Regions from separate parts of the Mus musculus genome. Here regions 1 and 2 are each linked to region 3. Evidence: chromatin contacts called from public Hi-C and HiChIP or PLAC-seq data. All regions are on one chromosome and are shown on one strand. Each heading gives the region's core, a stretch centred on a gene start, on an enhancer-like site or on the middle of the called end of the contact. The rest is flanking DNA. Distances are from core to core; before and after follow the strand shown.

Region 1 (2,963 bases), core at 380-2,879, 180 kb after region 3:
TCACAGTAGTTGCATGACCTTTGTGGTCATCTTTCTCCTTTTATGGTGTGAGAAGACCCATACCTTGATGGCTGTCTGTGAAGATTACCTGAGATAGTGGATGCTCTTGGGTACCAAACACCACTTACTATAAGCGCTACCAGTTTTGGCATGTGGTCGTGAAGGAATGGCAGAACTCATCTTTGGGATTCGAACACAGAAAAGAAAGATGAAGGAAAGAAGGAAGATAGATCCCTCATTATATTTCACTCAAGTTTGCAACTTTATGTTGGTCACATTCATGGCCTCCCGTGGCCACAGATAAGACACACCCTAGGAGTACCACGATGTATCATGTAACAGATGTCCTCCATGGTATCTGTGATGGCACAAGTATAGGGGTTTCTGAGTGATATTGCCTAGAATCTTGGCCTGGTTGGCCACCACACATGTGTGGGTGTTAAACTAGCAAGCTGCATTATGTAAACAGCTATGCACTTTACTTTGTAAGTTCCTCCTCAACAAAAGCAGAGTCAAATCCCAGAGGGACATATGCACAAAGCTCTTGCATCCCTGTCAACCACGAATAAAAAATCAGAGCGTCACACAGGTGTCAGTAACAGTTCTCACTTGAGTGTGTGTTTATAGGGTTTAGGCAAGGAATGATGGTGTGTCAGCTCATTGCTGTGACCAAGTTGTGGACAAGAGATGCTTGAAGGGAGAAAGCATTTATTTGGCTTATCGTTTAAGGTGATCATCCTGTTAGGTTGAAACCCTGTATAAGCTGCCCTCCTTCCCCCAGTCCTAATCACACAGAGATCCCCAGATCCTGCTTCGTGAAAACTCCAGGCTAACTAGTCATTCTTCCTCATGCCCAAGTGTTCCTGGCAACCCATCCAAAAGTGTCCATCGAGAAGTTCAGTTTTTGACCATGTAAGGCCTCAATCCTAGGTCCTAGCTGACACATTCCCTCGCCTAAACTCTATAAAATCCCTTTGCTTTAGTCTGGATGTGTGACTTCACTGACCTCCATTGGTGAAGTTGGTGAACCCCCCTAAGAGCTACCTCCGTATAAACCTGCCTTTATCTACTTTTCATCTGGAATATATCTGTGTCCGAGGGAAGGAAAATGCCTGTCACATTCCATCATGGTATGAGGGATATGGCAAGAGGAAGAGGAGGCAAGTGGATCACATTGTATCTGCAGTCAGGAAACAGAGAGGATGCAGGAAGTGGGGCCTGGCTATAAGCTTGTCCTGAATGTCCTACTTCTCCTGGAAAGCTCCATCTGTTGCCCAAAGATTGTCCAAGCTTCTGAACCTCACCAGCAGCCAAGGGACCATGTATCCGGACACATAAGCATGAAGGGGATATTTCACCTTCAAATCTCAACAGCTCTGACAGCAGTGCGGGGATCTCCCCAGCCTGGTTCGCTTGATACTTTGTTTCTCATTGTCCACTTTTTTCAGTCCTGTCTCTAACCTGTTGCAGTGACTCCCAGTCCTATGAGTCTTCAGAACTGCTAAGCCTGAATCATACCTGGCTGGCTGAGGAGGCAGCAGCTGTGCCCTGAATCCCAGTGCTACACTCTGTGTGCAATGCATGAACCACTCAACTTCCCAGGAGTACTGCATTAGGCATCTTGCTTCCCTGCAAGGCCCATGCTACCAGCACCATGGGCTACCACCACCTGTGCACACTAAGGTCTCTGAAAAATAAAAGTCCTACTGTTCTCTGAGAGAACTCTCTCTCCCCAGGAGCTGTTTAACCTCTGTGTATGGAAGACCTGGCCTACCAGAAACACTCAGACCTGAGCCTGGAATGTGTGGGGGGAAACAGGAATTTGCAATTTACTGCTTAAACTGAATCTTTAAAAAGTTATTGCTGAAGGCCGATTGCTATGTACACACTGGTGCTGTGGCAGGAGAGGAAATGGGGGGGGGGAAGAGAGGAGAGAGGAGGAGGGGGAAGGGAGAGGTGAAGGAGAAGTGGGGGAGGAGGAGGGGAAGAGAGCAAGCTGGGGGAGCATCAGGAATTCCAATTAGTTCTGTGCTCAGGGATGAGTAGAAATATTTGGCCCATGATGTGTTGACATGAAACTGTTTGTGCAGTTTCCCTGTGGGAATTCAAGCCTCAAGGATGGAGCCCAGTGGCTCATTTTCTGTCCCTCATTAGAGTCCTGTGCTGAGAAACTGGGGCCTCTCTAGGGTAGATGTGGTGAAATACACCCAAGTGTATATATGTGAGTACTTGGTGTGGGGTAGAGAAGGATCTGCATATTTTAATGCTATCTGGATTGCTTGGCAATACAAACGGACTCCAGTTTGCTTAATTAAGGCAAAAGGGTAGACGTACTGCAAAGTCCATAACTGGTTCAAGCAAATGTAGACTACTTCAAGACCTGAAGTGATCTGGGAAAACTGAACAGCCATGGCTGGGGTTCTCAAGCTGGTGACATGGACAAAAATACTCTTATCGAGTGCTAGATAGTAACACTTGCCCTTACCGCCTTATCTTACTCAGACCTTGCAGTGCAGAGGTAAAAGAAATTACACAAAGTTAATGGACATGTCTGTGTTCAATAAAACTTTATGTACAGAACAAATCCTGGCAGGATCTAGGACTCAGGTAATGGATGTGGCTCAAGACTGTAGAGAAGTTGGAGAAGAAGATCCTGGCTTCTTCTAGGAAGTTCCCTCCTACCCTTCCTTAGTCTTGCCCCAGCACTCTACTTCCATATAAGGGTTATCATGATTGATAACAGATAGACACTGCTTGACTTAGTACTGTAGGCATATGGTAATCAATCCATGGCCTTGCTACTGGTCTGAGTAATACAGTGAGTGAGAATGAGATGTCCAGCCCTCTTTCTGTTCCCTTGTTCTTCCTCTAACTTTTCCATGACCCAGATCAAGGAAACTGAGATTCTGATCAACTCAAAATCCAAGAATTTCTCCCCATGAAGCTATACTAGATTGAGACAA
Region 2 (3,399 bases), core at 196-2,695, 230 kb after region 3:
CACAAGCAGAAACACGAGTGAGAACTGAGCATCTGCTTGCCACTCCTGCTTGTCTTATATCTCTTGACACCATGCCCCAATCAAACTCCAGACCCACAGACCCCCTCTAAAGCCCTGTGGCCCTTTGTTTAAATCCCCGCGCTCAGTCCCTCCTGGAACTTGCAGATATTCTAGTCTCTGCCAGAACGACTTTTTCTATTCCCCTTGTCTGATTAATGTCCCCTTTCCACCCCCTCCTCTTGGTGTCACATTATAAGGGATTTGCCCCACCCCCAACCTCCCACTGGGTCTGGCTTCTCACTTAGCAATGCAGCTTCCTTCCTAATGGTGGTCAAGGCTGTAGTCGGACACTTGCCTTCATTGGTTAATTCATCGGACTCTACGCATGCAAAAACAGGGAGAGCTTGTCTTCTTTTGATTGGTTTTGCATCTCTGCCACCTAACCCGTAGTGTGGATTTAAAAACTGTCTATTGAAGAATTGAGTAAACAGGAAGATGTAGATGTGTGTCAGTTCTTTGTATGTGGTGACAGATTCCATGTGAGCTGGTCCCTAAATCCATGCATAGGGCAAGGGGGACAGGGTATTATGATCACAGCCAGGATCAGGATCCTGAAAGTATGGATGGCCACATCAAAGACTTCACAGGTCATCATTGTGCCAAAGTGGTCACAGACACTGTGTGAGCAAGCCTGGCTGTGTTTTAGTAAAAGCATATTTATAGACTCAGTGACTTGAATTCCACGTCATTTATTTGTATCACGGAATATTTTTCTTCTTCAAACTTTTGTCTACAACTGCTTAAAATGTGAAAATGGCTCTTAGACTATGTCAGTTGTACAAATATAGGTTGCCTGTTAGATTCAGGCCATAGGCTGATCCCTAGTTGATGCTCTTGCTATCTACCCTCGGGTGTTTCCTTTGACATTTTCCAGAAGGTCACACTCCTTGCCTGCCTCTCATTATTTCTGTGACCCGTAGAGTGCTGCTCAATATTGGCTGTTCAGGAACATAGTGGTTGGGTTAGCTGAGTACAATGGTGACCTCTGAAGGTAAAGTGTAGCTCATGTATGAGCATTTTGGGGGTCTTGGACATGCTCCTCCAGCTGTGGGAATGTAAGGATGTCTGTCTGTGGGGGATGAGAAAGATACTGATGGACAGCAAAAGGATATTATCAAGGTGAGAAGGCAGATGCCAGAATCCCAGAACTGTGGGCAGCCTTGGTGGGGGGCTGTCTGTCTTCTCATCTGTTTGGAAAGTCTCATATCCATCCCCAGAATTGAATTATATTGCTTTCCCCCAGCGATACCTCATGCTTGTGAAACTCAGCCTTTTTTCCACACCATTCATTTTCACCAAATAAGGCTTGACATTTGTGAAGGGTTAGTGAAGATAAGACTCAGGGTGGAGCAAAAGGATGTGAGAAGGGTTACCACATGCAGTGTGTGGGCAAAGATCACAGATGACATCTGTTTTCAAAAGGAGAAGAACCCAACCAACCAGTTCTCAGTCCTCTAAACCTGATTCTTTTGGTAAATGCCTACAGTGTATGTGTGTGTGTGTGTGTGTGTGTCTGTGTGTGTGTGTGTGTGTGTCTGTGTGTGTCTGTGTGTGTAAAACCTGGCAACTCCAGTTTGCTTTGTATTTCACTGTCTTTTTCTCACAAGTGCAATTAACCGTGGCCACCTATGAATATTTCCCTGTGGGACACTTGGAAGTCTGTGGCCTTCTTCCATGTCAATGGCCACTTCTATTCAGCATGGCATGCTTTCTCACAGGGATCAAATTTGACTTCTGTACAATTACCAGCTCTCTCCCTGTGGAAACAGACATGCTAGCTTACATTTTCTTATTTTTGCTTGCTTTCCTGCACTTGTGTCCTGTGCAGGAGAATCTGGTCATATCAATTACCTGACCCAGGGACTAAGAAGAATGAAAATGTTTAGGAGATGGTTGTCCCCAAATTCAACCTACTGATGCCATGAAATTTCCCCCTGGGAAAAAAATGGCTAAAATGGTAAATTTTAAGTTTTACCATAATAGAAAGTTGATCTTTGTCCTAGTTACTTTTTTTTTCTTTTTCCTTTTTTTTTTTTTTTTGCTTAACTTGTTCTAGTTACATGGTCACTTTTATCATCCCTGGACCAAATACCTGACAAGAAGAAGTTTAAGAAAGAAAGGGTTTATTTTGCCTTATAGTTCTGAGGGTGGGGGATACAGTCCATTATGGTGGGAAAAGCATGGTGACAGAAGCCAAAAGTTGGCTGATGGCAGTGACTGACAGCCAGGAAGCAGAGAGTGAACAGGAATTGGGTCCGGTTAGAATGCCTTGACATCTCTTCTAACATTCATAATCTACTTCGAGCAAAACTCTGCCTTCCAAAGGTTCTACAGTATTCCAAAACAGTAAAACCCCCTGGGGAGTAAGTGTTCAGACACATGAGCCAACAGTGGGTAGGGGACATTTCACATTCAAACCACAGCAGTTCTCAATGACCACAGAACAACTTTATAAGAATAATAGGGATCGGAGATATAGCGATATCACAACAGTTGAAAGCATTTACAGCTGTTGCAGAGGACTCAGATTTAGTTATAAGTACCCATATGGCACATTCTAACTCTATCTCCAGTTCTAGGGGATCTGATGTCTTCTTATGTTCTCCGTGAGCACCAGGGATGGCATGTATGTGGTACACATACATATATGCAGAAAAAACATTCATACACACAAAATGAAAACAAAGAAATCTAGGAAGACCATGATAGGAACCCACTGAAGATTTTGTACCTCTGTATTAGTTAGGATTTCATCACTGTGACCAAAATGTCAGGCACAAACAACTTAAGGGAAGAGTTATTTCTTTTGCATTATTAGTATTTGGAATAATGGTGGGGAGAGCTTGGTGGAGTAGTGTTCTTCATATCATGATGCTCAGAAAGGAGAGAAAGGAGAATGTTGGTGTTCTCTGGCCGTCTCCTGCTACCCCCTTTTATTGTCTAGAGGCTTTCCAGTTTGTGGGATGGTGCAACCACATTCAAGGCAGGTGTCTACTTTATGATTAATCCTCTCTGTGAATGTCCTCACAGATAAAACCAAGAATGTGTATTATCTAGGTGATTCTTGGTTGATTATAAACTCTTTATTTCTCATTCCACCTGTTTTCCTCATAGTTTTAGCACATGTATTTGTTGCTGGGAATAATGTATTATGTAGTTAATCATGGCTGCATTTTTTATGATTCCCAGGGAATATGCCCGATTCTCCAAGGTATGTGTCCAGAGAAGAAATGTCATTGACTTAGGAATCTCTAAGTCAGCTACATCCAGTTAAACTCCCATCTCTGTGATTTTATCACATTCTACTTCACCACACATTGGTTAAGAAGACCCATCAAC
Region 3 (3,149 bases), core at 164-2,663:
CACGGTGAAGCAAGGCGAAGGGCCCCACGCTTTACCTGTACTACGAGGCAGGCACCGGGAGACTTAATCCCCTTCTCGAGTTCAGCCGCGCTGCCTCCCGCAAGGTCACACTCAAACACCCACGCGTAGAAAAACGAGGGCTGAAAGTTGCTTGCGCAAAGGTCCGAATCCCGAGCTAATAGTACTCCAACCAAGTCGCTTTGTCCGGTGTCACCATTGCCCACCCCGTGCACATATCAAAGCAGCAGACCATGCCCTGCGCAGGTCACACTACAGAGATGCAGACTTTGCTAACTTTTGTCCCATTATTTCTTGGCAGCTGCGGCGCCTAACGGGTTTGGAGCAGATTCCAAGTTTAGACTTTCCACCGCCACGCTCACTTTGACCACCCTCATCTACCCACTTTCTGACACACCGCTTTTTGCTGTGCTGTCCTAAGCTCCAACTTCTCCCCGAGATCCGAAACGGGGCGGTATTAGAGGTGTCCCGGGGACCAACAGCCTCCTCCCGGGTCCGCGCCTGCCCACAGCTGATCGGGAGACTCCATCCGGACACTGTCCAGACCTCTGGTCTGGAAAACCAACGCTTTCCAAGCGTCCCCAGTGTCCCAGCCCGAGACCTCCGCTTCTCTAGAGAGTGGGGACAATCTGCGCCTGATGGAGTCTCCTACCCGCGGCCCGGGCGGGGATCCACTGCGGTGCTGGGCGCAATGTCACCACGGCCGCTCCGGGAGCCACTGCTACAACTGCCATAGGCTCTTCACTGAGCTCCGGCAGGCTCCTCCAGTAAGTGCCAAAGAGCCTGGAGCCCCAGAGCTGGAGTCTCCTCCCTGACCCGCAGGTAGAAGACCACCGTGGCGGAGACAGAGATCTCTCTCCTTGTGTCTCCCTCTTGGCGCCTAGGGTCTTTGGTCCCATTTCTACTGTTACACCTTTCTAGTCCCTTTCCCACCCCTTCTGTGCCCGGGTCGGGACGATCACCTCAGTACTCAGAGAACACAAGCAACATTTCTCCAGCCCCAACTCGCGAGGGGGCGCCGTCCCTGGGGCACCGGGACAGGGACCAGCTGGGTGCGTACTTACCAAAGCCAGAGACACTCCGGACTTTGGGGGCACTGAAGAGGTTCAGAGAGGTATCTAAGGAGATGTGTTCAGGATACTTACCCAGCCAGCTCAAACCTCACGCTCCTTCTCTGCCTCCTCCTCTCTCCTCCCTCCGGTTTAGGGCTCTTTGTCTTTGCAAAGTGTCGAAAGTGTCTGGCATAGTGGGCTCCGCCGGCAGAGGTTAGCGCCGGAGAAAAGGGAGGCGGGGTGAGGATGGGAGCCGCCTCTGGAACACCTTCCCCCGGGTGTAACGGGAGTGAGAGGCGGGGCGTCCGGGGAGGAGTCGCTTTCGCCCGCCCGGTCCCAGCCGTGACTCCGGCGCGCCCAGCACGGCTCTTCGGCTCTAGGTTCCTCCCCTTCCTCCGCCCAGCGCCCGCCCCTTGGCGCTCGGGCGCCCCCCTCCGCCCCTCCTGCCGGCCTCAGCTCGGCTTTCCTCTAGCTTGGGGCTTCCTGCAAGCTCAATATAGCTCAGCCAAGCCACGTGGACAGCAGCGGGCTGGGTGGAGGCCGGACCCGTCTGAGAGACGCCGGAGGAGGCAGCGCGGGAACAATATCACTGCCTCAAGAGAGGGATCTGCGGGAACAGCTGGCGAGGCTAGGGAAGAACTCCCGAGAGGCTCGAAGCCCGTGGGGTCAACCCGAGGGACGAGGCGTTGGGCGTGCACCGAGAGGATGTGGCTGGCGGTGCCCAGAAGAGCCCCATTCAGGGTCGCAGTGGAGAGAGAGGGCGATCAGGCAAAGCCACCGCTTTTTCTGAGGGCGTGGGACTCGAGGTGGGATTTAGGTAGGCTTGGGGAGGGGCACCGCGGGGTTAGGGATTGCGGTGTCTGTGCAGCCAGGACTGGGAGCCGCAGAGCAGGTCACTATAAGCATCCACATCCCCGCCCTTCCCGTCTACTCCGCCGAGGGCCTTTCCTTTGCGGATGGATAGACAGCTTCGCAGACCAGCGCTAAGCAAAGGCTGATAGTGGGAATCAGAGTTAGAAAGGTCCCCAAGGCAGCCTGGGGATGGGGATTTGGTTTAGGTTAGGGTAGAAGTTTTTCTGTTTTAATAGGGAAGTGAGGGTACGGAATTTAACGTGTGTGGGTCGTAGATCATAAATGGTGGATTTAAAAGGCATTTCTAAGATCTGGTTTGTCAGTGGGTATCCTCTCACTGGAACTATCTCATCTACAACTTTTCCGTGGAATGTTAAGAGGAAAGACGGTGTGCGCAGGAGTCTCTCCGTTTTCAGTTCTGGAGACTTCTGGGGACAAGCCTTTGCAGTGGGGGAGGCCAGAGCTGCCTGGCTGTTTACTCACTAGAATGAGGCTGTAATGTTGGGGCGAATTTGCGGCACTTCTCCATTACGGTGTGATCTTGGGCTCTTTGGGCCATATCCACTGTTTCCTAGGTTTGTGTTTCCACGTACTCCCTTGCAAAGGGCCCTGGTCCCAGCGTTCGTTTGCTTGGGTTGTTGTACTGAGCAAGTGGATACAGGGCTCTTGAAACTGCCCTTGGCATCTAAGAGCTCACTCAATCCAAGCCAGCTTGTGGAAGGAGGAAGGAGTGGGTTTCAACTCTGCTTCTGGACTGCCTAGATAGGGTTGGTACACTGTGTAAGTTCCGAGGAAGTAGAAGAGAAATTGTTAAAAGGGAAGAAGTGGAGGACAAAGAAACAACAAACTACCAGAAAAGGAAGGAAAAGAACAGAAACCTCTAAGTTATAATTTGTGTGTGCGGGGTAAGGGAGAAGTATTGCCAAGACTCTTCCAGTTAAACCTCACTGGGGTCTGATCTGCCACTGGGCTGTCCCTCACCAGGATATGAGAGGAGGGGGTCTCCAAGGTGTTCTATGACCTGTGCTGAGTAGTTTTCTCTGCTGTTCTAGGTTGGTTTGGGTTTCCATGCTAGAAACGAGGTGAGGTCCTTGTCACTGGGCGCATCTCTATGAGCTGTGTTCTCTCTGAGAAGCTGTTCAAACTGCAGCGCCTGGCATTCTTTTGTGTGTATGTGAGAGGAAGGCAGAGATCCCATCCCCATCGGCTACTGTCCTCCCTAGCACA

The links. Hi-C and Micro-C count contacts between places; a contact is called where the count stands out from the background. HiChIP or PLAC-seq counts read pairs in DNA pulled down with a chosen protein or histone mark.
Region 1: a contact with region 3 is called in an H3K4me3 HiChIP or PLAC-seq map of embryonic limb bud, with 4 times the contacts expected there. The contact joins the enhancer-like site here to the promoter of St3gal1 in region 3. A contact is called at or near these places in 2 of 39 promoter capture datasets (the 3T3-L1 cell line and hippocampal neurons), 3 of 15 datasets of contacts at CTCF or cohesin (CD8 T cells, large pre-B cells and pro-B cells), 15 of 484 Hi-C or Micro-C datasets (the AML12 cell line, the C2C12 cell line, Sertoli cells and 8 more), 17 of 115 datasets of contacts at active chromatin or transcription factors (the HPC-7 cell line, the NIH/3T3 cell line, the SCID.adh cell line and 13 more) and 1 of 9 other capture datasets (embryonic stem cells).
Region 2: a Hi-C map of CD8 T cells shows a contact between it and region 3, with 2.9 times the contacts expected there. The contact joins the enhancer-like site here to the promoter of St3gal1 in region 3. A contact is called at or near these places in 4 of 39 promoter capture datasets (the C10 cell line, hippocampal neurons and liver), 3 of 15 datasets of contacts at CTCF or cohesin (CD8 T cells, the NIH/3T3 cell line and large pre-B cells), 53 of 484 Hi-C or Micro-C datasets (3T3-L1-derived adipocytes, the AML12 cell line, the BV-2 cell line and 34 more), 34 of 115 datasets of contacts at active chromatin or transcription factors (the 230-238 cell line, CD8 T cells, DN3 thymocytes and 27 more) and 3 of 9 other capture datasets (adipose tissue, embryonic stem cells and liver).

The regions. Positions count from the first base shown.
Region 1 is chr15:67,359,447-67,362,409 of GRCm38.p6, forward strand. The region is part of intron 7 of 1700012I11Rik (RIKEN cDNA 1700012I11 gene); the gene reads left to right. Among named protein-coding and RNA genes, the nearest start is that of 1700012I11Rik, 130 kb to the left of the region's middle. Within about 2 kb of position 1,630, at least 32 of the 459 cell types and tissues checked have an H3K27ac peak or open chromatin away from gene starts, as enhancers often do. A contact at or near this core is called in the HPC-7 cell line, Sertoli cells, embryonic limb bud and 1 more, where this site is marked.
Region 2 is chr15:67,408,781-67,412,179 of GRCm38.p6, forward strand. No RefSeq gene overlaps it. Among named protein-coding and RNA genes, the nearest start is that of 1700012I11Rik, 180 kb to the left of the region's middle. Within about 2 kb of position 1,446, at least 59 of the 459 cell types and tissues checked have an H3K27ac peak or open chromatin away from gene starts, as enhancers often do. A contact at or near this core is called in CD8 T cells, DN3 thymocytes, ECoMG myeloid progenitors and 12 more, where this site is marked.
Region 3 is chr15:67,175,469-67,178,617 of GRCm38.p6, forward strand. St3gal1 (ST3 beta-galactoside alpha-2,3-sialyltransferase 1) reads right to left here and starts at 1,414. Exons shown (of 9, transcript NM_009177.4): 1 at 1,164-1,414.